2 separate regions of the Gossypium hirsutum genome follow, and region 1 is linked to region 2. Evidence: chromatin contacts called from public Hi-C data. All regions are on one chromosome and are shown on one strand. Each heading gives the region's core, a stretch centred on a gene start, on an enhancer-like site or on the middle of the called end of the contact. The rest is flanking DNA. Distances are from core to core; before and after follow the strand shown. Region 1 holds the start of LOC107901022 (fatty-acid-binding protein 2). Region 2 holds the start of LOC107901027 (sucrose synthase-like).

Region 1 (4,453 bases), core at 989-3,488, 290 kb before region 2:
TCTTAATTGTGTACCGATTTTACGTACCAATTTGAACATTGAAATCAAATTCAAGTGTCAAGATATAATTACCTTAAAAAAATAAAAGTTATTTTTTAGAGTTTACAAGTATTTTTAGGAGTTTACAAGTAAAATTATAAATATAATAATAAGTACAAGAAAAGTACAAACCACAAATAATAAACATTTGATCAACTAGAACTAGAATCCACTTAATATAAAGCACAATCGACTAAAATTAGAATATATCCAAACTTAAACCAGAATAAATCTAGAAATGACCCACATATGGTAGGACTTAACCTAGAATAATATGATGGTTAAAATATATTCCAATTCTCTGTACACTTCGTATATTTGAAAGGTAGTCCATCTACTTTTGTTTTCATGAATTTAGTTTCTTTTTAGAATTTAGTCCATCTATTTCTTAAATTTCAAAATTTAGGGCCAATTGTTAACATCATTAAAATTCTTCTGTTAAATTTACTGGTGTGACATTTTGAAATAGAAAAAAAAACTTACTTAGTAGCCATGCAACAAAAAAGAATGATGTTGAAATGAGTATGAATTTAATAGAATAATTTTAACAATATTAATAAAAAAAACTTACAATTTAAAATCTGAAAAGTAAAGGGGTTAAATTCAAAATGTATGAAGAGTACTTGGAGCATATTTTAATATATTATGAAGGAAAACTCATAATTGGCATTAGAACATAATGTGACCCAAACATGACCACACAAGGTCACATGGTCTTAACCTTTGCCAATACTACTAAATCTTCATTGGCATAAAATAATTTTTATTTGTTTCTTTTAGGTTTTTTTTACCAAAATAATATAAAATAATTATATAAATACTAAAATGGGATAAAAGTAGTAATATTTACGAATCTAGGTAGGAACTACAGTGAAAAATCGGTGTCGCTTGACCAATCGGCAACACCCCTCTCCCCAGCCACCGGTCACATCAGGTTTTAAAAAAATAATTTTTTATAGGTGTCACCTGGTCAATTGGCGGCACTGAACTAAAATGTGATGACCTTAAATATTTAGGGGCCTAATATGTAAATTTTCCATTTTGATTGAAAAGCTTTAAGGGTGCCGCCTGAAACCTTGGTAGCACCAAACTTCAAAAGGGTAAACTGCTTATTAACCCCTTTTTATTTATTTTCTTTTTATTTCCCTTCAACACAAAAAATAGAGTGGCCTATTACCAATTAGCCCAAAAAGTTTTTTCTACTAAAAAGTATTTTTTTGTAAAAAAAGCCGATTTTAACTGGAAATAAAGTTAATTTATTTTTCGAAAAATATGTTTTTCAAATTATTTTATTCCAGTTCGAATAATTTTTCGAAACATAAATAAAATTTATTTCCAGTTGGAATAAGCTTTTTTACAAAAATACTTTTTAGTAAAAAAATATTTTGGACTAATTGATAAGATGCCTCTCTATTTTTTGTGTTGAAGGGAAATAAAAAGAAATAATAAATAAGAAGGGTTTATGAATCAAATTATCTTATTTGAGGTTTGGTGTCACCAAGCTGTCAGTTCGTACCCTTAAAGCTTTTTCAATCAAAATAAAAAATTTACATTTCAGGTCCTTAAATATTTTAGGTCATCGCATTTCAGTCCGGTACTGTCGATTAACCAGGCCACACCCATAAAAAATATTATTTTTTAAAAATTTGATGTGACCGGTGGTTGGGGAGACGGGTGCCGCTGATAGGTAAGGCTGCACCGATTTTTAACTGTAGCTCCTTCCTAGATTCATAAATATTATTACCTTTATCCCATTTTAATATTTATTTAATTATTTTATATTATTTAAGTAAAGAAAAAGAGTTTACAAATATAATTATAGGTTCAATTACAAATACAAATCGGATCAATTAGAACTAAAACAAGAAATCAGAACAAAGCAGAGACAAACTAAAAATTAAAATATATTCGTACCTAAATCAGAATAAAATTGTAGAAATCTATACATAATAAAATTTAAACTCAAAATAATAACATTTACCCGTACCTAAGACCTTTAATATTGCATTATCTAACACTACTAAAACGTCATTGGTGAACTTTATTTGTTTAAATAATAAAGGGTTAATTGGAACCGTCACTAGTTAATTAATTGAGTGGGAATTTGTTACAATATAAAGTGGGGGCCAAACCGTCACCGTCACCAAAAAGTTCAAAATAAATAAATAATATTTTTATTAGTTTTCCACTTTTGTCCTTCCCATAGCTGTGAATCACTGTGGCTTCGTTTTCTTAACCTTTTGCCTATTTCCCCCCCTTGACACAGCATATTCCTTTCTCTCTCCCATCAAATAAAAACCTCTTTGAAAAAATAACGAAAGAATTTTTTTTTTTTGGAAAAAATAACCCTAATTTCCGTCTCCGTAATCTGAATCTCTTGATCTCCACATGCAATTTTCTTTCCTTGTCATTTAAGGTGCGTTCTTCACGTTTCATTTTCTTTGCATTTTCGGTTTTCTTTTTTATGAAATTTTTGATCCAAAAGAAAGAAAAAAAAAAAGAAGTTTGTTAAATTTTGCGGTTTTCAACTTTTTTTTTCTCGAAAATTTTGTTGATGTTTCCTGTTAAAGAATGTATTTAGAATTATTTACCTTTCTTTTTTTCGGTTGCATTTGATGAATTTGGAGTTAGCATTGCTTCTATTGATTACCTTCTTTCTTTTACGGCTATATTTTTTTTATTCATTTTCTAGGAACAAAGATTACTTCTATTAATTATAAAAAGGAAAAAAATTACCATTCATTGTACCGAATGTTAAATGAATTGCTTTAGTCATTTTTATTCAAAAATACATTGTTGGTTCCTTTGGCTTCTCAATTATTTATGCTTAGGTTTTGTACGTTTTTACTATTATCATTCTTCTTCTCATCAAAGGGTAATTCTATTTACTAAATGCTTCCTTGTTCTTAAATGGATCATAATTGAATTCTAATTGGATCATCATTTTTTTTTCTCTGTAGGTGCTTTTTTTCTCTAAGGGTGGTAAACTTTACCACCCAATTTGCTCAGTTCAGAAAAAAAAAAAAAACAAAAGGTTAAGGTTTCTGGATTGGGCATATAGCTGAAGTCCAAAGTATGCGGAATACTTGGTTGTTTTTCATGGATTTAGATGGAGGAGGGTCTCCATATATTTTTCCCATGGAGCCCTTTGTTTCTAATGGTTTGGGAGCTCACTTGTTTTCGCAGTTTAGTTCGTTTGTTGACAGCTCTTTGTACCATTCTAAACATTTGTATGTACCTGGTAGTCTCGCATTTCGAGAAGCTTTTAGTTGTATGTCGAAGTTTACAGGGGCTATACTGTTTTGGTTCTCTAGTATGTCAACTTCGAAGTTGAGTAGGGATATATCATCTGGTAATCAACGTGGTTTGGAATCTAGGAGTTGTGAATCTTCAGTTCTGGTTAAGCACATATTTTCTTGTAAGAATAATCTTGCCGGATATCGGTTTGCCTCTGATTCAAGAGGCCTATTTGCCACCCCTCTTGTTTTTGGTAAAATTTCGAGTTATGCAATGAGAAGCTTCTTTGGAGAAGCAGAAGCACTCCGACACATTCCTTTGCTATCATTAGCTGCAGCTTTGATACCACCATTAGACAACTTGTAAGGTTTTTTTATCTCACAAATTCCATTCTCTTTTACCTTTCTGTGTTATGTTTGTCTGTTCACATGGTTTTTGATTGAGCTGTTTGATTTAATGTGATCAGATCTTCAAAGGTACTACCTGTTCCACTTGATAACACTGAACTTCAAATGCAAGAACTCATGGATCGAAGGCCTTGTGAAGTTGGTCAAGGATGCGGCAGTCTATCTTTTCTAGATTTGAACCGGAGACGACATGCTATTGAACCCAGAACTGGCATTGAGTTCCCAACAATATTGGATAACATATTAGATACACAGAATAATTCTAGTTTAGCTTCTGAGGTAAAACATTGTGGGCATTGCTGCTGCTAGTCTGACATTCAGTAACCCACTTTGTATCAATCATCTGTGATATGCTTTTTTATCTGTTTCTCTTGCATCAGTTAAGCAGCCTATTTATATTTTAATATATTCACAATGTAGGTTTATGTGCTCTCTGGAAATTTATTTCTTTTTTAAAATGCTCTTAGCCATTTACTTTCCATGGTTGCTTAGATGCATTATGGACACCTTTGTTGAAAATTTAAACCAACTGATTTTAAAGTTTCCATAGGTTAGCCATGGAATTTGAATCACAAAACATCATTAGGTCAAACTTGAATAGTCACACCGGGGACTTGCATCACTTTAACATGATCTGGTCATTCTTTACATGTTGGCGGTTCTGGTTTCTTTTTACAATAACTTGGACTATGTCTCTATGCTTTTAGGTGCTTGTTGGTACTGGATCAAGAACCATGAAGATCATCAAAATTAAGTCTCTGAAGGTGTAT
Region 2 (4,687 bases), core at 1,169-3,668:
ATGAGTTTTCTTCATTCCTGACCCCTTAACCCATAACCTTATTAACATGCCTCACAACACAATTATACTCAATTAAGACTTTTGGTCCCTTCATCCAAAGGAAGAATATTTAGGTTATTATAATTTTGGTCCCTCAAATATACTCATATTTGAGTTTTAATGTACTTTAATTTGACATAATTTATTTTTTCCTACCTTTATACTGTCATTAATTAATCCAAATAGGTAATACAGCTAAAAACACCCTTTCCAACAACAACAAAAAAATCCATATCAGCATAAAGTGTTAGCTATTTGGTAACTAATACCATAATCAAACTAGGAAGACTGAAATTTACATAGATGCTAAGCTTTCTGATAGCCCACAACATAATAATACATTTATTCAGGATGCAATAATGAATCAAATAAATCACTGATAAATCAAACATTTAGCAATGAAGCTAAACCAGCTAAACAGACAAGTGATGTTAAGCATGTAAAAATGGTCAGACCAATAAACCTGTAAATTGAATAGATCGGATTTGTTTTAGATTAGATCAACTCGAGTTTTAAAATTTTTGGATTATTTCTGCTCCAGGTCTTCATTTAAGGTTTGGGAGGCTGAGGTTTTTTTATACCAGGTCAATACAAGTTTGATCATTTTGGGTCCAAGTCAGTTTAGGGTTTCGAAGATAAATTCAAAGGTCTAGCTGACAACAACAGCAAGAATAAGACTCTCAAACTTTTGAAAATAATCTAAGCCTAGACGGCTACAACTAACAAAGCAAATAATCCTGTTGTGATAACAAAGTATTCTAATAGTATGTGTATTCAGATTCTTTAGCAACAACATTCAAAGATATCTCAATCTTAAAATACAATCTCAATAATATTACTCATAGAGAACCAGTAGATCAATGCAATCAAGTTCCTAAATCACATTGAATAACTTTAAAACTATACTAAAATGCAACATTTTCCATTAATTTCTCACTTACTAAGCTGAAGCATTGTTAAAAGACTCACATTTTCAATTCATTTCCAACTTACCAAGCTTAAGCAAAACACCAAGACTTGCATTACGAAAAAAATACAATATAAAGGACAAACATAGAATTAAACATCACAGACATTACCTTATGCAAAATACAACGCGAATAAAACAACTTAAAAACACAACGAAAAACCGTTAGGGCATAGACATTACCTTGATTTTGGAATTGGGAAAAATAAGGGAGGAGGGCACGATAAGGTTAGAGATTTGGAAGACTGTAGGGCAGTAAAGCAAAAGCTAAAATTAGCAACATTATTACCCCAAAAATCAAAATAGAATGCAAACAAATTATGAATATCAACCAGTAAACAAATGGTTTACCTTAAATACGAATTTGTTGGCGATTCGAGAATAAACAAACCCTTAAATGCTTGATTCTGGAACTGGGTGGAGGTGGATCGATGGAGGACGGAGGTAGCTTGATGCCTTGATTTTGGATTTGGGAAAAAAAAGGGAGGAGGAGAGATAGGGTTAGGGAAGACTGTCGGCAGTAAAACAAAACACAAATGTTGTGGATACAGCTTAAAAATTAGCAACAATAGCAGAGAAGATGAGACAGGGATGATAAGGAGCTGTGGAAATGGTTTCAAAGGTGAATAGATGAGCTGTGGAAAATGTCTTACCGATTTCTAAGGGGTAAAACATTTTTCGGAAATATGGGTTGATTTTCCCGTGTTGCAGAATTGATTTTTCAAAAGGAAAATATTTTCCTCCAATCAAACACTGGAAAATGTGAAAATCAATTCCGAAAAATATTTTTCCCTATCAAACAGACCCTAAATTTTTCAAATTAGGGATGGGTGGGGAGGTAATTTTCTTATTTAATATTAATATTAATATTTATTTATATTTTAGTGAGAGGATGATTGACTGACATGTTGTTTTTTTAATGACAAGTACCAACTTTAAAATATAGTTGAAATGCCTAACTCAAACCAACCTAATAATTTAATTAGCGGATGAAAATTCATTAAAAATTAAAGTGGAATAGAAAACAAAATTAATATTTTATTCTCAAATTTCATTTAAGAGTTCCACTTGAATTGATTAAGATTAAATAAAAAAAAAAGGAAATTTGCTTTGTTGAATGATTGGTGAGTGCAGTAACAGTGCTTCATTCTCCGCTTTTTGGAAAAGAAAACATTTGCTTAAAATCTTTAAACATAAAAAATTGAGTGTCTGTAATTACCAGCTTAACCCTTATTTAATAAATCTACAGCATTATTTTCCTTCCAAGACAAATATCGATTATTACTGGCATTGAAGCGCAAATATTAAGTTTCTAAACAGCAGTTACTGTGTGTCCTTTGTTTGCATTTGCAGCTTTCTTCTTCTATAAATTCGGGCTGAAACTCCAGCTTCTCTCATTCCATTCTCATTCGTTTTGTTAAACCCCTCCCTTTGGTTAGTTTCGTTTACCTGCTCCTCTGTTTCTCTCTTTCTTTTACTTTCTTTGCCTTTGAATTCTCTTCATCCCCATGTTGCTCTTCTTTCTTCACCTTCTGCTTCTGAGACTTGGGCTCTAGCTTCTTTCGCCAGCCAAGGAACACTATTTCTCCACTCAAAATGTTGAAACAAAAACTCTGTTTTCTCGACCAACAGAGGGGTTACTCTGCTTCAATTTCTATACAAAAACACTGCCATCTCCACTTAATAAATGGCTGTTCTGAGATTTTTCTTTCAACTCCATTAATATTATCTTTCGGTTTCAATTAATGGGTATTAATTAAATAATAAAAAAGAAGAAGAATAAAAATCAGATCTCCTAAATGTTTTGTTGCAACAAAATTAAGTTGAACAGTAACCATAGTTTGATTAACATTAAAGTCTATTCCATGTGGTTGGTGGCTTAAGGTGGTAGGTTTAGAAAAAAAAATGTCTTCTAGAATTGTATACGATCTATGTTGGTTTTGACTTTTTTTTGGTGCTTATCCATCTCCGTTACTAATAATCATGTTACATCATCACTTACTCTGTTTTTTGCTCTGTTTTTTTAGTTGGAAAAATGGCAGAGCGTGTGATCACCCGAGTACACAGCCTCCGGGAGCGTCTGGATGACACCCTTATTGCCCATAGAAACGAGGTTTTGGCCTTGCTCACAAGGTAATTTAAATATAACCCCTTCAACGATTGCTTTTCCTTTTGGAAATGCTTAGTTTTGTTGTTTTCTATTGTAGGATCGAGGGTAAGGGAAAAGGGATTCTGCAACACCATCAAATTATCCTAGAGTTTGAAGCCATCCCTGAAGAAACCAGAAAGAAGCTCGCTGATGGAGCATTTTCTGAAATATTGAGATCCAGTCAGGTATAAAACAAACCCTTTTTGTGTTTTCTCTTATGGGTTTTATTGTGACACTAGTGTTGATTTTAGTGACATTTGTGTTGTAGGAAGCGATCGTGTTGCCACCATGGGTTGCACTTGCAGTTCGTCCAAGGCCTGGTGTTTGGGAGTATATTAAAGTGAATGTCCACGCCCTTGTTGTTGAGGAACTCACTGTTGCTGAGTATCTTCACTTCAAGGAAGAGCTTGTTGATGGAAGGTATCTTGAAAAATGTTCATTTTTTGTTTACTTCACTCGTAAATGCTCATTTTAACACTGTTTCTTTGATTTTTCTTGCAGTGCAAATGGCAATTTCGTTTTGGAATTGGATTTTGAGCCCTTCAATGCATCTTTCCCTCGCTCAACTCTTTCCAAGTCTATCGGTAATGGTGTCGAGTTCCTCAACCGCCACCTTTCGGCTAAATTGTTCCATGACAAGGAGAGCATGCACCCTTTGCTTGAATTCCTCAAAGTCCATTGCCACAAAGGAAAGGTATGCAACATAAAGCACCAGTTACTTGTGTTTTATAGTTGACATCTGCATATACTAAAACATAGATTTCTTAGCATAAGATTTAAATGATGGATTTAGTGTCCTGAATGTCTTAGTTGGTGTTTTTGCAGAACATGATGTTGAATGACAGAATTCAAAACCTGAATTCCCTTCAACATGTATTGAGGAAGGCAGAAGAATATCTTGGTACACTGCCAGCTGAGACACCGTACGCTGAACTCGAACACAAGTTCCAGGAAATCGGTTTAGAGAGAGGTTGGGGTGATACCGCGGGGCGTGTGCTGGAGATGATCCAACTCCTTTTGGATCTTCTCGAGGCCCCTGATCCTTGCACCCTTGAGAAGTTCCTCGGGAGAGTCCCCATGGTGTTCAATGTTGTCATCCTTACTCCTCACGGATACTTTGCTCAAGACAACGTTTTGGGGTACCCCGACACCGGTGGCCAGGTTAGCCTTCCAAGCCTTCGTATAATTTGTGTATAAAACTAAGTTTGTAAATGTATAAATCCTTCAACTTATTACTTATAGGTTGTATACATCTTGGATCAAGTCCGTGCCTTGGAGAACGAGATGCTCCTCCGTATCAAGCAGCAAGGACTCAACATTACCCCTCGAATCTTAATTGTAAGAGCTGTTGGTTATTAGTATTTTATGAACTTTTTATTGATTTATTTTGGTTTCCTTCCAATATCTGATTTTGGTTGTTGTTGCTGATCAGATTACCAGACTTCTCCCTGATGCCGTTGGAACAACTTGTGGTCAACGAGTCGAGAAGGTATACGGAACGGAATACTCAGACATCCTCCGAGTACCCTTTA

What was found. Hi-C and Micro-C count contacts between places; a contact is called where the count stands out from the background.
Region 1: a Hi-C map of leaf shows a contact between it and region 2, with 3 times the contacts expected there. The contact joins the promoter of LOC107901022 here to the promoter of LOC107901027 in region 2. A contact is called at or near these places in 8 of 34 Hi-C or Micro-C datasets (anther, hypocotyl, leaf and 1 more).

Annotation. Positions count from the first base shown.
Region 1 is chrD06:15,935,622-15,940,074 of Gossypium_hirsutum_v2.1, reverse strand. LOC107901022 (fatty-acid-binding protein 2) reads left to right here and starts at 2,238. Exons shown (of 11, transcript XM_016826838.2): 1 at 2,238-2,455; 2 at 3,000-3,638; 3 at 3,743-3,962; 4 at 4,391-4,453. The coding sequence starts at 3,115.
Region 2 is chrD06:15,647,646-15,652,332 of Gossypium_hirsutum_v2.1, reverse strand. LOC107901027 (sucrose synthase-like) reads left to right here and starts at 2,418. Exons shown (of 14, transcript NM_001326897.2): 1 at 2,418-2,440; 2 at 3,034-3,139; 3 at 3,214-3,340; 4 at 3,424-3,575; 5 at 3,657-3,849; 6 at 3,981-4,316; 7 at 4,398-4,493; 8 at 4,588-4,687. The coding sequence starts at 3,042.